Regions from separate parts of the Mus musculus genome. Here region 2 is linked to region 1. The links are chromatin contacts, called in public Hi-C maps. All regions are on one chromosome and are shown on one strand. The core of a region is the stretch at or near the end of the contact, and the rest is flanking DNA. Distances in the headings are between cores, read along the strand shown.

Region 1 (6,856 bases), core at 3,319-5,818:
GTATCAGTTTCATCCTATTCTTTGGAGCATTTTCTCTTCGGAATGCTAGTAAATCATCATTGCTGATTTATCCAGTGCAATATCAAAGGGAAAAGCAACTGAGCAATGTCAACCCTTCAATAAAGCCCAGGCCGTATTGCGATGAAGATACACTCAGGAGTCTGGATGGATGGTGGGTGCAAGTGCAGACCAGCCTCAGCAAGTAGCCTCCTGTGCCCCATTTTGGGTGGCTGACAGAAATTGATGACAACAATATCAGTTCTGATGCTCAGATGGTCCAGGAACTGGCACGCTCTGTGGCTCTTGGACTCGGCCTTTCTAACACCTTCACACCAGTACTGCCAATTTAGTAAGCCCTGGCTTCATTTAGTATTCAGGCAGCATTTGTTTAGTCCTGGGAATGAAGGGGAATAAGTTTCACGTAGCTTCATCTTAATGAAAGTTTATTATGTTGTAAATCTGATGTAATTTCTAGGGCTTGCCGCTTTGCATGATGGATGCCTTATCTGGCCCAAGAATCATAAGAAGTGACTTCATAATATACTCACCACAAATCCCAACATTGGATAGACCTACTCTATAAATTTTCTGCTTAAATGCCGACACTATTTCCTTTAAAAGTGTGTGTGAGTGTGTATGTGTGTGTGTGTGTCTGTGTGTGTGTGTATGTGTGTGTGTACACTCTATACAATTTATATACCAGCCATGTCCCCCCAGGATACAAACAGTATCCTGTTTCAAATGCTCCAAATGGAAGAGCTCATGGATGAATTGTTTGAAGAAATGTGTACTGGTCTGAAAGACAACTTGAGGCACATAGGAGGAGGTTGCATATATGATGTTGGGTCTTCTGAAGACAGATACAAGCAGGTGTGACTCTCAGAGAGAACTGAAACCCCACTCTCCTGCCCACCATTCTTCTCCTGAGCATCCTATTCAACAGCCAAGGTCGGCACTTCCCGAAAAGGGAAGGAGGTGGGAGAAGAAACTCACCAAGTTCTCCCTTGGGGTCACCAAGAGAACAGCAGACAGTGGGACATGTGGGACATGTGTAGCATGGGTATATGCAGGGACTCGGTGACCACAGACCTTTAAAGTAGACATAGTAGAGACAGGTGGGGGCAGGTGAAGGCCCGTGTTGCTAAGTGACTGTCCAAGACGTCTGCCATCAATTTCATTACTCTTGCTTGTTTTATGTGCATTTTGTACATTGGCCGTAAGCGCACAAGAGGGAGAATCTTCGCACGCCATCTATGTCAGGATTGAACTCAGTTTATAAAAATCACACCAGTAGCCAAGCACTCCAGTTTCGCAATCCACAAAATAGGAATATGAGAAAACGAAAACTTAACTTTGTGGCATACATGTCTTCAAAGAGCTACACAAACTGTCTGCTCACAAACACTCTGACATGGGAAATAAAAAGCGCTAGAAGGTACTTTAAACATTAGTGTTGTTTTTTTCTTCCAGGGGAGGGATGTTTTGTTTTTTGTTTTTTATTTTTTGTTTTTTGTTTTTGTTTTTGTTTTTTATTGCTACAATGGGGGGGTGTCAAAATAGGGCCTGCGGAGCCAAGGTGGAGGCATCTTTGGATCATAGCAGAATGGTAGCTATGCCCCCATTTAAAGAGACAAAAAGAATCAAATAGACAGCAACAAAACAACCAGTGCCAGGTAAAAAGTACAGAGTCAAAACCACATTCTAGCATCTGTGTTTCTGCAGCTTCTAATTTCTCCGTTTCCCTGTCTCTGTCTCTCACCCTTTCTAAAATGGACACTCAAGCCCTGGGGCTACATCACCACCGAGGTTTTATTATAAAATACATTTCAAAATAATGGTCGCAAGTCTCGGAAGCAGAGGAGAAGTAAACAAGGCCTCTTTCTCCGACTAAATGACGAATTAAAAGCAGAGCTCTGCTGTTCTGCCTCATCTATTATCACATTGCGCTCTTCCAGCCAGAGTTAAGGTTGGGTCAGCGCCTCCATTCATATACCCCTCTTTTCCAGGGTTTATAATTCAGCCATAAAAATTTGCTCCAGGCTGAAATTTTCCATGCAAAAGGCCTCATTGCAGGGCCAAACTTAGGGACAAATTGAAAGGAGACAGAAGTAGATTGACTATGCTGAGGCTTTAAAAAAAAAATGGAAACAACAAAATGCCCTCACGGACATCGCATCATGCAAATTCAGAATGAGTCCTGAGTTTTATGGAGAATTTTATCAAACAGCAAAAGAAGATGAGAAAGTGAATTAGCATTTCATTGTTTGTTGTTTTGTTTCTCTTGCAGAAATCACTATAGGAAAACAGCACAACTGGACACAGGTAGATACTAAGAACAAATTTTACATACCATGCTTCGTATTTAGAGAATCAGATGGCAGAGTGTCTGTCCTGTGATAACTCTTTACATTTATGATTCAACAGTGGTAAACTATTAAGAGATGGGTGCTCATGGTCCTACCACATGACACCAAATCTGACCTGAAAAATTATGTGCATCATTTCTCCTCCCACTCGGCCCTCAAAAGATAGTCCACGTAGCGCCATCTTTATTCTAGTGTGCTAACTCCAGAGACCCTGGACACCTTCTGTGATATCATTCTGCCCTTGCATAAACTTAACCCGCAATATAATCTCGGTGACCCTATTCTGCACCAAAAGTTTGTTTCCTGGAGTGTTAAACCTCACTCAAGAGAAGAACATACAACCAGTGATCTACAAGTTGACTTGGCAAGTGTTACACACCAACAATGTGCCACAGAAATTGTGACTTTCCTTTGCAAACTGGGAAAGAGATTTTGCATCAACTTCTTCTGAGAGACGGTGCTGAAGGTGACCCATGATCCCCACAGGAATAGAGCGGCTTCCAGAAAGGATCTTTTGGAGCTAATCTTCCATGCTTATGAGTATTTTCAACTGAGCCTGAAGGATTTCTGAACTTGAGGCCAAGTGTATTGGCTGGTAGTTCTCAAACCCAGAAAGTTTTAGCACTGTTCCATTCACAGATCTTCTGGCCCCTTAAGTTTGACATAGGCAGAGAATTTACATCCCTTTTAAAATATGTTTTCCTAAATTAAAACATTTTTTGTGTGTATGCATATGTGGATATCTTCCTCTATGATCTTCTACCTTATTCTCCTTAGCTGGTATCTGTCACTGAACCTGTAGATTGCCACTTTCAACTGTGTTGGCTTACTGACTGCCAAGCCCCAGAAATGAACCTTCTGTGTGTAGACAAGCGCATGGGCACACACACACCAGCACTAAGGTTAGAGGCATGTGTAGCCATATCCCAGCTTCTTACACAAATGCTGGATATCTAAACTAAGGCCCTCATGCTCAGACAGCAAGTATTCTTACTCACTGAGCGATCTTCCCTTCCTGGGGATTCATACTTTCAACAAAGCCCACTCTGGTGGTGTGCAGATCATGCTTGGGAACGCCTTGCTCGCATCTTGCAAGTACCAGTTAGTGAGAACAAAAGAGTAGGTAGGTGCTCTAAACAGTGTGAGATTCTAAATCATTGTCTTTAGTGGCGGGAGAGGGGGGCGCTTGGGAGGGCGGGGGAGGCTTTCAAAGCACCAGGCAGGCAGTCACTGGAGCTCCCAGAACCCTGGTAATGTGATCAGCATGCATTTAGCTTGCAAACCATCTCGTTTACAGATGGACAAATGCCAGGCGATAAATCAGTGGCAGGGCCCACATAAAAAAAAAACCAAAATTCCAGGCTCCCTAATACCACCATCCAGGTGTGTGCTGACCTATGTCGGCCAATGGGCCATTCTTCATAATATTAAATAATAGCATGTGCTGCCTGCAGGTGATTTTGAGTGGCATCGTGATATATCCCACCGGCATCACAAAAGCAGATGGCTTTCATAGCCATAGATACTCAAGATCTGCTCTATCTATGTACCCACCTTTATTTCAGGCCATTAAAGGGGGCCTCAAGAAATGTAACATCAATATGGGGGGGGGGAAGGCTTCTCTTTCCTGGAGGAGAACAGGGGGTGACCATGTGAGCACAGTGCCATCTCAATAAGCACGCCAAGAAAAATCCCACGGAAATATCTGGGCGGCAATAAACGTGATCTTATCTCAACACTGAAATGGAAAAAGGAGCTGGTCCCCCTAAATCACAGGAGTAATGTGCGGTGGAAAAAGAAAAGGACAACTGTGGACAAACTCAGAGAAGAAAGTTTTATTAATTCTAAATATGCCTTTCCCCCACTGGGTTTACACTAGCATTCCCCCTAATGGGATCCAGATGTTCCGCCAGCCTGGAAGTAGCTACCTAGGAGAAAACAGTAGCTCGCCTCCTTTAAGTTAAAAGGGCGAAATCGTGGCGCTACAGGCTGATTTACAGTTTAGTTCAATCAGCGCCCACAGCACGGAGGGATGGAGAACTGTGGACCGTGGATGAAGGCGAAAGCCCGCCTTGGAAAAGGCTGGCGGCTCAAGAGTTAATGCCAACCTTTCCTGTGAATGCAGCCCTCTGTGTAGTAGCTAATGAAGGTAATGAAATATGACATGTAGTTTGGCCCTTGACCATGGAGTGCACCCCCCGCCCCTCGGCGCTGCGAACAAAGCCAAAACAGATGTAGCGACTTCTGTATGGTTTGGGGTTGGCGTCTGTTACACAGACCAGGTGACCCGCACATTCCCAGAATGTTCACTTCTGACACACGCGGCATTATCTGAGAAGATGCTGCCTTTGTCTGTGAAGTGCGAAGGGGAAGCGAGAGACGGAGGGGTGCAGCTGAGGGGGTGGGGGCAGGGGTGGGGACGGGGTGAGGGTGGAAGCTGAGCTTCCAGGGATGTTCAGCCAAACTCCTGCCCTCTATGCCCTGGTTCTCCTCATTCACTGTGAACTGGAAAAACAACAACAACAACAAATTCTTTCTTGGAGGCAAGGGGGTAGCCTGGCAAATGTGGAATTTGCAGAAAATCTCCTCCGTGCCTTTACTTCTCTCTCCAAAGCAAGGCCCAGGGAATGAGACCCAGGGATGGGAACTAATTGCTGAAGCTACTTGGGCTGGTCACTCTAGTACAAGGACAGAGCAGCCAGCCACTCCTCAGCAAAGGCCGTCCGTATGTCCATATTTCAGGTTTCGTATTTCAGGTTCCCATGCAGACCAAATGGCCGAAATAAAAGCACAGTTCTGGTGACTAAAACCACAGCGCTGGGCTCTGAGGAAATACTAATTGTAGTTGTCATGCTGTCTGGCTTCTTCACTCTTGAGGACCACTGGATAAGGTGGCTGTGTGATGTTTCCCCCACCCCCCCAAGGGATCTTAAGTAATTTTTTTTTTAAAGAACATATCATCAAATCTTGGCCTAAATATAGCATCTTTGTTGGTTTCCCCCCACCCCCAAAGGGATCAGACCTTTGGCAAAGTTAGAGAGAAAGAGAGGAACAGGGAGAAAGAAGAGGAGGGGGAGCCTTGGCAAGTGGGAGCCTGTTCCCAATGTTATTTATTATCTTCAGCAGACACTGACATGTGGCTTTTGAAAGCGGATACTGTACCTTTAACCTTGACTCCAAAAGCATGCTTAATCTGTGATGCAAACCGAGGTTCCAAACTGGAGAGCCTTGGGGTAGTGGCTGGGGGGTGGGGGTGGGGGGGCGGGGGATGGGGGTGTGGCTAGATTTATTTATGAGGCGCGTGGAAAATTTTGACATCACAAGCTATGGCCATTATTCACATGTTACATGACACAAGATTGGCCCTTTTAACGCAGCAACATCACATAAAAATATGATTTTTGTCCTGTGACGGCAGGCTGATCATATAGTGCTCACCTACCTACCCAATGAAATGTAATCTCTTTAGGTCAAAGGCCCCAAGAAAGTGATTCAACTGGGTGGCTCCAGTCTTCCATCAGACTCTAGGAAAACTAAATTCGGATGAGGCTCGATGAGGAACTCAAATTGTAGGAGGGTGTGGATAGATCGCTGAATGGAACAGAGAACATTCTGGAACAGCCCACGAGGCTATCACAGGGCCCTCTCAGCACAGCTCTCCACAGTTGCTCACTGATATAGATCTCATTACAGATGGTTGTGAGCCACCATGTGGTTGCTGGGATTTGAACTCTGGACCTTCGGGTGCTCTTACCCACTGAGCCATCTCACCAGCCCAATGCCAGACTTCTAAATTCTTTTTTTTTTTTCTTTTCTTCAATGGGAAGGTTGGGAGCCAGATAACCCAGGCAGATGCAATAAGAACCCCCAAATGCTAAAAGGTTACATGGCACTGCTGTCCACACAGCAGTGTGTCAGTAAATTTTCCTTCTGTCACAGAAGCACCATTAGGTCATAAGCATCGGTAGGTTGTCACTACTGTACCTCAACAACCACACCCAGGGTTCAGGGCCAACTTCTATAGGGAAGGGATATAGGGAAGGAATTGGTGGGGACCCCAAGAGGCTCCCAATTTTACAAAGCATTCACTAAGATACACTTCAGCCCAAATCCCAACCATGCAAAAGCACACTGCTAATTAAGAAACCAAGAAAAAAAAATCAGGGATAGAGAATAAAAGACATTCAACACTTTCATGTGGCAAAGTCCCCTACTCAAAACGTTCTTCTTCCCATAATTGTATTTATGACACATGGCAATCCTGGTGTAGGTATATGAAGCCCACATTGCAGTTGAGACAACTAATGGTCTAAAACAATGGCTTATCCAGAGCTGGAGAGATGGCTCTGTGATTAAGAGCACTGGCTACTCTTACAGAGGATCCAGATTCAGTTGCCAGTACCCACATGGCCACTCAATCTGTAACACCAGCCCCAGGAGGATCTGCTGCCCTCTTCTGGCCTCTGCAGGCACTGCACATACATAGCACA
Region 2 (7,896 bases), core at 4,760-7,259, 450 kb before region 1:
TCCCTCCCTCCCTCCCTCCCTCCCTCCCCCTTCTCCTCTCCCTCCTCTTCTTCCTCCTTTTTCTTTTTTTTTTTCCATTTTTTATTAGGTATTTAACTCATTTACATTTCCAATGCTATACCAAAAGTCCCCCATATCCACCCACCCCCACTCCCCTGCCCACCCACTCCCCCTTTTTGGCCCTGGTATTCCCCTGTACTGGGGCATATAAAGTTTGCAAGTCCAATGGGCCTCTCTTTCCAGTGATGGCCGACTAGGCATTCTTTTGATATATATGCAGCTAGAGTCAAGAGCTCCGGGGTACTGGTTAGCTCATAATGTTGTTCCACCTATAGGGTTGCAGATCCCTTTAGCTCCTTGGCTACTTTCTCTAGCTCCTCCATTGGGAGCCCTATGATCCATCCATTAGCTGACTGTGAGCATCCTTCCTCCTTTTTCTTCGTGTGATAGAAATAAGACAAAGTTCCTGCTTTTCTGGGGTCCCCATGTGGCTGGGAAGTTTTAAGCAAGTGCTTATTTCAAACTTTACTAATATCTGCACACATGGGAGGTAGTCACAAAGAGAGAAAGTTCTAGAAAAGACTCTCTTTGTATTAAAAAAAATCAGAAAGTCTCAGGAGTCTTACTTCCTCTCTAAATTCTTATTATTACTAATATCGCCATCACTATCATTATTATTTTATAGGCTAGGATTCCCTAGCTATCCCTGAGGATCGTATTTAACACCTGGACTCAAACACTAGTCCTTAGACATTACCGATACCACTTTTTCGTCAAGAAATGAAAATTAAAAACTACCACATGGTCCAGCTCTACCATTTCCGGGTACGTATGTCCAAAGAAATTGGAGTCAGAAAAGCAGAGAGATACTATGCAACTGTCTTTTCTTTCTCCTCCTCCTCTCTAACTCCTCTCCTTGCCCCACACTTTCTCTCTGCGATACTGGAAATTTACCATGAAGCCTCACACGGCCTAGGCCAGCACTTTCTCCTTGGGCTATGTTCCTAGCCCTGTCCTCTCTCATATACAGCATCCTGAAGATCACTCAGGAAATAAATAAATAAATAAATAAATACTCCTCAAAACACAGTCCAGGAGGCAGCTGTAGAGACAGTCTGTCATGTTTATTTTGGCACTGCTCTCAGATACAGAGCCATCAATGATGAATGGATAAAGTAAGTGTTTTATGGATACACAATGGTATCGTATCTAGTCATAAGGCAGAGCCGCATTATGTCACTTGCCAAGGAAAATAGATGGAACGGGAGTGTATCACATTAAGTGAAAGAAGCCAGAACCACACCAGGATTGCATGCTTGCTCTCCCAAGTTCAACCTGCATTAAAATAAAAAACACATACGATGTGAAACTACTGAGGGACCTGTTTGAGGGCAGGGACAGGTCTAAAGATAAGGAAGAGACCAAAATAAGAGATGGTAGGGGAGGAAGGGAGACAAATAATGCACACAGAATCAGATTAAAATCCGTGAGAAGTGAGAGTAGAGGAAGGACTATGGGGAGGGAAGAAGGTGATCAGCTAGAGCCAGGAAGGGCACCAAAAGGGTAAGGGCTGAGTAACTATAACTGTTGCAAAATAATTTACATGCGTGAACATTAATAACAAAACTCAGCACTTGCATATTAACAAAAAAGATGATTATAATGATGTGGTAGCTCATCCTTCCAACCAGAAAATAAGAAGTAGCAGCACCAGGACATTGCTCTTCAGTCCCTAGAGGAGGAAAAGTGATTTCCAGGACATTTCAGCTGGTGTTTGTAAGAATCACCCCAGATTACACTCTCCACCCCGGCCAGGCCACCTCCTGACTAGGCGCTTCTACCTCCAACATCAAAGCTGTTGAGTGGAAATTTAATTTGAATCTCAAGATCACTGACAGGGACCAACACCAGGGAAGCTGGGGTTAACCATGGAGATAATGAGGCCACCGCTGCCACCACCATGGGTTCTGTGGACAGTACGTATCACCTAACGAGCGTGGGACTATATATCTTGGTGACCAGAAGGACTAGAACCCCAGAAGTAGATTTCTAATAGGAAAAAAAAAAGTCAGGGTATAAAATGTTGTCACCACGTTGAAAATATCATCTCTAGTTCTAGTGTTGACTCTGAAGAGTGTCTCACACTCTACATCAACATTTCTCAAGACTTCAATCTGACCGGGCAGTCCTCTGCAGAGACCAGCCTGGGCCACCACACATGGATACTGAACACATGTGTGCCTTATCAATAAGCACACCAGCCTCAAGCTTGGACGCCCTCTCCTAAGCCCAGACATACTGATCAGAAAATCTAAAAAGAACTCCTTTTTAAATAAGGGGACAGAGGTCAAAGGAGAAGAGAGCTAACAATTTTCAAGATTTCCACTAGAGTCATTTTTCTTCTTTTGTCTGTCTCTCTCCCTCTTCTTCTCTCCCCCTTTCTCTCTCAGTCTTCTTTATCTTTTGCCTCCTCTTTCTTCCTCTCTTCTTTCTCAACTTCTCCATCCCCTTTCTCTCGTTTTGCAATCTCTTCGATTGGCCAGCCCGGCAACCTTACAGAAACTTCTCTCGAGAGCAGCCTATTGAGCCAAGCTCTCAAATTGCCCCCAGAGCCCACTGGATATTCCTTCAGATGTCTAACAAGCGTTGAACACAACTGAGGTTTAGAGAGACACAGAAATCAATACTGCGGCTTCCACCAGTCACGCTGAGGGATTAGCTGTCCCAAGGAAAAGCACAGACAGTTGAATAAGAGAATCATGACTCTGAATACCCTAACAGGTTTATGAACTGCACAGCAGCCTCTGGCCCTGATAACCTCCAGGTGGCCTGCAGAAAAAGGAGACTGTGAAAACATTCACTTAGCTTGCTCCCGCTTTGTATTAATGAGGTCAAGCAGTAGACCTCAGGGGGTCAACAGTGGTACTCGGAGGAACGACGGTAGAGGCCAGTAGGCAAGGATGACCATCTGGGCAAAGGCACTCAGAGGCTTTGAGCATCTTGCTGGGCTCAGTAGCCACATCCCCTAGGACATAGCTAGCAGAGAGAAAACAGATCTGGGGGAAAAAAAAACCAGAAAGGCAAAGGAGATGGTGCGGTGCTGCTCACCTGGAATCCCAGAGATTTGGGAGACCGAGACCTGAAGATGGTGTGTTGGAGGCCTGTCTAGTGTATGTAATAAGATCCTGTCTTCAAACAAAACAAAATGGCTTAAAAATGGCTGAGGAGATAGCTCAGTCTGTTGCATTTCATTAGCACAAGGACCAGAGTTCAGGTTCCCAGCATCGGTGGGTGGGAAAAGTCAAAGTCAGAAGTAGCTGTGTGTGTGTGTGTGTTGGGGTGGGGGGAGGGTGTCTGCGCACACGCATGCGCACACGTGCATAGCCGCAGCCCTAGGTGGTTGACTGGAGTGGGTGGACGAGACAGGCAGATCCCTGGAGCGTATCGATCAGGCAGCCTAGCAGAACCAGTGAGGTGCGGGTTGAGTGGGAGATTCTATCTCAATAATAAGGTGGAGAGCGATCAAGGAAAGGACCCCACTCGACCTCCAACTCCCGCATGCGCATGCGCATGTGCATGCGCACACAGAAAGCTAAGGAAGAAGAAAAGCAACAGCATCTTGGGCTGTCTGCTGTGTGCTGATAGACCCAGACAGTGGCAGGACTTCATAGTTTAAGAAAGCATGGGGAAGACAGACAGTGTGTCAGTGAGCCAAGGGAGGCCTATCCGTGGGAAGAATGCCAGGGAGCAGAAAGTGTCGGAATCACTTCGCCATCCTGATAAGCACTTGAGTAGAGGGGGCTCTTTCCAATAAGCCCAAACCTCTCGTATCTCCACACCCTTCAGTTTGTACCTAGAAGCTGAACCTCAGCTACCCCAAAGGCCTCGAATCTAAAGCACACATGCCTGGGATGAACACTGAAAAGCAAATGGAGCCAAAACCTTCGTGATGTCAGTTTTCATTCAAGGAGGAGTCACTCCGCAATCTATGGGCTTGAGCAAAGGGGGGATTGAAAGCTATTCTGTGTAAAATTCAAACAAATAAACAAAGAAATAACCCTACCTTTCTCTAAATTTCTAGGACCATTTAAGTCCTAATTGACTAATTCAGACAAAGATAATCACATCAATTAACTAGACAGCCATCTTGTCCTCCATAGACTCGGTCTCCCTTAGTTGTGTGCGAAAATCAGCAGCGCTGAAGGCTCCGCACCAAACCAAGGAGGTCACTGGTTTAGAGGGTGAATATGGTGACTCTGTAACAAGGTCAGTGGAAACCAACCAGGAAAAAGCAATTCACATAGCAGACACTGGCCTGACTTCCTGGGGAACACCTCCTTAGGGTGTTTGCTCTGTTCTTGTCCCAGTATGGACATCACTGACTCCAAAAGCGAGGAGCTCAGTCCTCTTGTCCATCAGACTCAGAAGCTCTGAGCTCAAAGAAGGGCCTTATCTTAGAGCTGTGCCCAGTCCTCAACCTTCCCAAGGCTATGACCCTTTAATACAGTCCTGAGTGTTATGGTGACACTTGCCTTCTCCCCTGCCCCCCTTCCCCGCAGCCACAAAATTATTTGTTGTAACTTCATAACTGCAATTTTGCTACTGTTGTGAATCTTAATGTAAATATCAGATATGCAGGATATCTGGTAGGCAACCCTCAGAGGGGTTGTGACTCACAGGCTGAGAACTACTACTGGCCTAGATGGTTGTTGTGAATTAAGAATCTTTGCTTCTCCTATGGAGCTGTAAACCCCTTCAACTCTTCGAGTACTTTCTCTAGCACCTTCATTGGAGACCTTGTGCTCTTTGAGCATCCACTTCTGTATTTGTCAGGCACTGGCAGAGCCTCTCAGGGGACAGCTATATCAGGCTTCTACCAGCAAGCACTTCTTGGTATCCACAGTAGTGCCTGGGTTTAGTGGTTGTATATAGGATGGATTCCCTAGGTGGGGCAGTCTCTGGCTGGTCATTCCTTCAGTCTCTGCTCCACACTTTGTCTCTGTAACTCCTTCCATGGGTATTTTGTTCCCCTTTTCTAGGAAGGATCGAAGTATACACACTGTGGTCTTCCTTCTTCTTGAGTTTCATGTGGTTTGTGAATTGTACCTTGAGTATTCCGAGCTTCTGGGCTAATACCCACTTATCAGTGAGTGCATATCATGTGTGTTCTTTTGTGATTGGGTTACTTCACTCAGGATGATATGTTCCAGATCCATCTATTTGCCTAAGAATCATACTAACCAGTACCTCCCAGAGCTCTCAGGGACTAAACCACCAACCAAAGAGTACACACGATGGGACTCATGGCCCCAGCTACATATGCAGCAGAGGATGGCCTAGTCGGTCATCAATGAGAGGAGAGGCCCTTGGTCCTGTGAAGGCTTTATGCCCCAGTGTAGGGGAATGCCAGGGCCAGGAAGCAGGAGTGGGTGGGTTGGGGAGCAGGGGGAGGGGGAAAGGGAAAAGGGGAGAGGACTTAGGGAGGGAAACCAGGAAAGGGGATAACATTTGACATGTAAATAAAGAAAATATCTAATAAAATAAAATAAAATAAAGAATCTTTGCACCCAGAACTGGTAAGCCCATATTGTGTGCCCAGGGCTGATGTAAAGCAGGAGAAACACCAATCAAATTGGCAGGGATCATGAGATGCAGCCCTTTTTTTTCTATACTCCAGGACAATGGTGAGCCTAGCTTAGCTGGCTTTGCCTTAGTATATTTTCCAATCTGGATGGTTACACGTACCCCTGAAGGTCTTGCATGTATTCCCATGTGCCTGTGTGCACCTGGCTTTGCTTTTGCACGGACTCAGGGCTTATCTGCCATGTCTGGGCCAGTGGGTTCGGTTTTCCTTTGTGTGAACATTCATCTGCCTGGGCCCATCCCCCTCCGGCCTCTCCCCCACACATTAACCTCAAATCTCAGCGCATGCTCCAGGGTCTTGCCTGCGTTGGCTGCTCCTGGGCTCGCAGCATCCCTGCCCCCTTCCCTCAGCCCTCTTATCTAAAGCAGCATGTCACTGCAATTTTATGGTCAACATTACAGACTCAAGCCCTCCTTTGAACCAATCGCACTGCACTGAATATGTTAAGGGAATCCAGGCTTTCTGAAAGGAGCCTGCTTCCTAAGCCCTACTGCCTGACCTCTCTGGGGCTGCCTCCATAAATCTGCCTCACCTGATGGGAGATGGGCTTTTTAGGATCTCTCGGGGTGCTTTGAGGCAGCAGTTCTATGAACTCCTTGCCACAATAAATAATGCTACCTGCAATATGTCTTTGAGAGTGTGTCAGTGGCGGCTGTCCTGCCATGCATTTTTAGCATTGTGCCGCCTGGAAGATAGATTCCAGATTCAGCATTTGCTCGCACTTAGTGCCAGATCCCTTTACCCTTTTGCCCCAGTGGAGTGACAGAGACCACAAATAAAATAAAATAAAATAAAATAAAATAAAATAAAATAAAATAAAAATAAAACGAGGGGGAAGAAAAAGCAGCCTAGGAAAAATGATACAAGAAGAGGGAAAGAGTCACACATACACTAGTGACTACCTGGTAATCTGATGGCAGAGGCTAGGCTGGACAGAGGAGGAGGCTGTATGGGGGTGTGGGGGTGGGGGTGGGGAGGAGTAGGTCTGGATTTCTCAGGAAGGAAGCAATGGACCTGGAGTAGCTAGAGAAGAGGCTGTTCTACCAGGCAGAGTGCCCGGGTAAGAGGAAAGCCCACGTGTAGATCTACCATCTATCATGAAGTACAGAGGCTCACAACTCTTTGCATGTAAGCACATTGGTGGCCATTACATTGGGTAGATTCTAGATAATTGGTCCAATGACATGGAGCAACGGATTTGGAAACAGCCCAGGGACAGCATCCGGGGGCACTGCTGTGTTCTAGAAGCTCAAGACAATAAAGGAAGTCACGGACTGCAGCTTAGAAAGAGCAATCAGCCTCCCCTGCCCCAAATGGCCCTGCCTCGCGCATCTCCACACAACTGGAAATGAGAGTCCGTGCAGTCGGGTGAGTTTTCCTAGTTACCATCTCTGCAACTTGAGCTCGCCGGCAGTGCTAAAGCCAACATTCACCACTGCGGTGCCCGAGAATTTCCGATCCTTTGAAATGCCCCGAGTCCCAGGAAGTTTCTGCATTAATAACTTTGCCAGCCTGTATCTATTACGGCGGGAGAGAGCCCAGGAAAGGAAGAAAGCAGAGATGGCTTTGATATGTTAACATCGCCCAACGGTAGATGCTTTCATTTTACATACTGCATCCTCTTTTAGAGGTGATAAAATCCAACAATGCCCAGGCCTGGCTTCTGTGTGTACTGAGATCCACTCAAACCCTGCCTGATAAGAGAGCCCAGGACTGCAGCAGATTCCTGGACCCGAGTTTCAGGACGATACCCACAGGAGTCACCTAGGGATCTGATGGGGCAGAGTCTGGTTCAGGCAGTCTGACCTGGGCCTGAGCTGCTGCTGCCACTGCTGCCTGAACTACTATACTGAATGGGTTTAGGGACCACAGACTTTTTACTGTGCACAGCATTGCTCTTGTCAAATGGCAGTGGATACTTCAACCCTGAGGGAAACCCAGGGTGTTCTTTTCATCCTTTATATTGTGTCCTAGTTATTCATATATTTAAAAAACCCACACATGCATCAAAACTATATAAAAATGACAAAACTTTCAATATTTCTTCTTTCTTTTTCTTCCTTCCTTTCTTCCTTCCTTTCTTTTTCCCTTTCTTTCTTTCTTTCTTTCTTTCTTTCTTTCTTTCTTTCTTTCTTTCTTTTTTTTAAGATAGAGTTTCTCTGGGTAGCCCTGGATGTGTTAGAACTCACTCTGTAGACAAGGCTGGACTCAAACTCAGAGGTCCACGTGCCTCTACTTCTCAAGTGTGCCAC

The links. Hi-C and Micro-C count contacts between places; a contact is called where the count stands out from the background.
Region 2: a contact with region 1 is called in a Hi-C map of the N1E-115 cell line, with 3 times the contacts expected there. The contact joins two enhancer-like sites. A contact is called at or near these places in 1 of 484 Hi-C or Micro-C datasets (the N1E-115 cell line), 3 of 115 datasets of contacts at active chromatin or transcription factors (differentiating embryonic stem cells and embryonic stem cells) and 2 of 9 other capture datasets (embryonic tail and embryonic trunk).

What each region holds. Positions count from the first base shown.
Region 1 is chr8:108,025,408-108,032,263 of GRCm38.p6, reverse strand. No RefSeq gene overlaps it. Among named protein-coding and RNA genes, the nearest start is that of Gm39242, 190 kb to the right of the region's middle. Within about 2 kb of position 4,568, at least 36 of the 459 cell types and tissues checked have an H3K27ac peak or open chromatin away from gene starts, as enhancers often do. A contact at or near this core is called in the N1E-115 cell line, where this site is marked.
Region 2 is chr8:108,479,679-108,487,574 of GRCm38.p6, reverse strand. It overlaps a transcript of Zfhx3 not described here. Among named protein-coding and RNA genes, the nearest start is that of Gm39243, 11 kb to the right of the region's middle. Within about 2 kb of position 6,009, at least 34 of the 459 cell types and tissues checked have an H3K27ac peak or open chromatin away from gene starts, as enhancers often do. A contact at or near this core is called in the N1E-115 cell line, where this site is marked.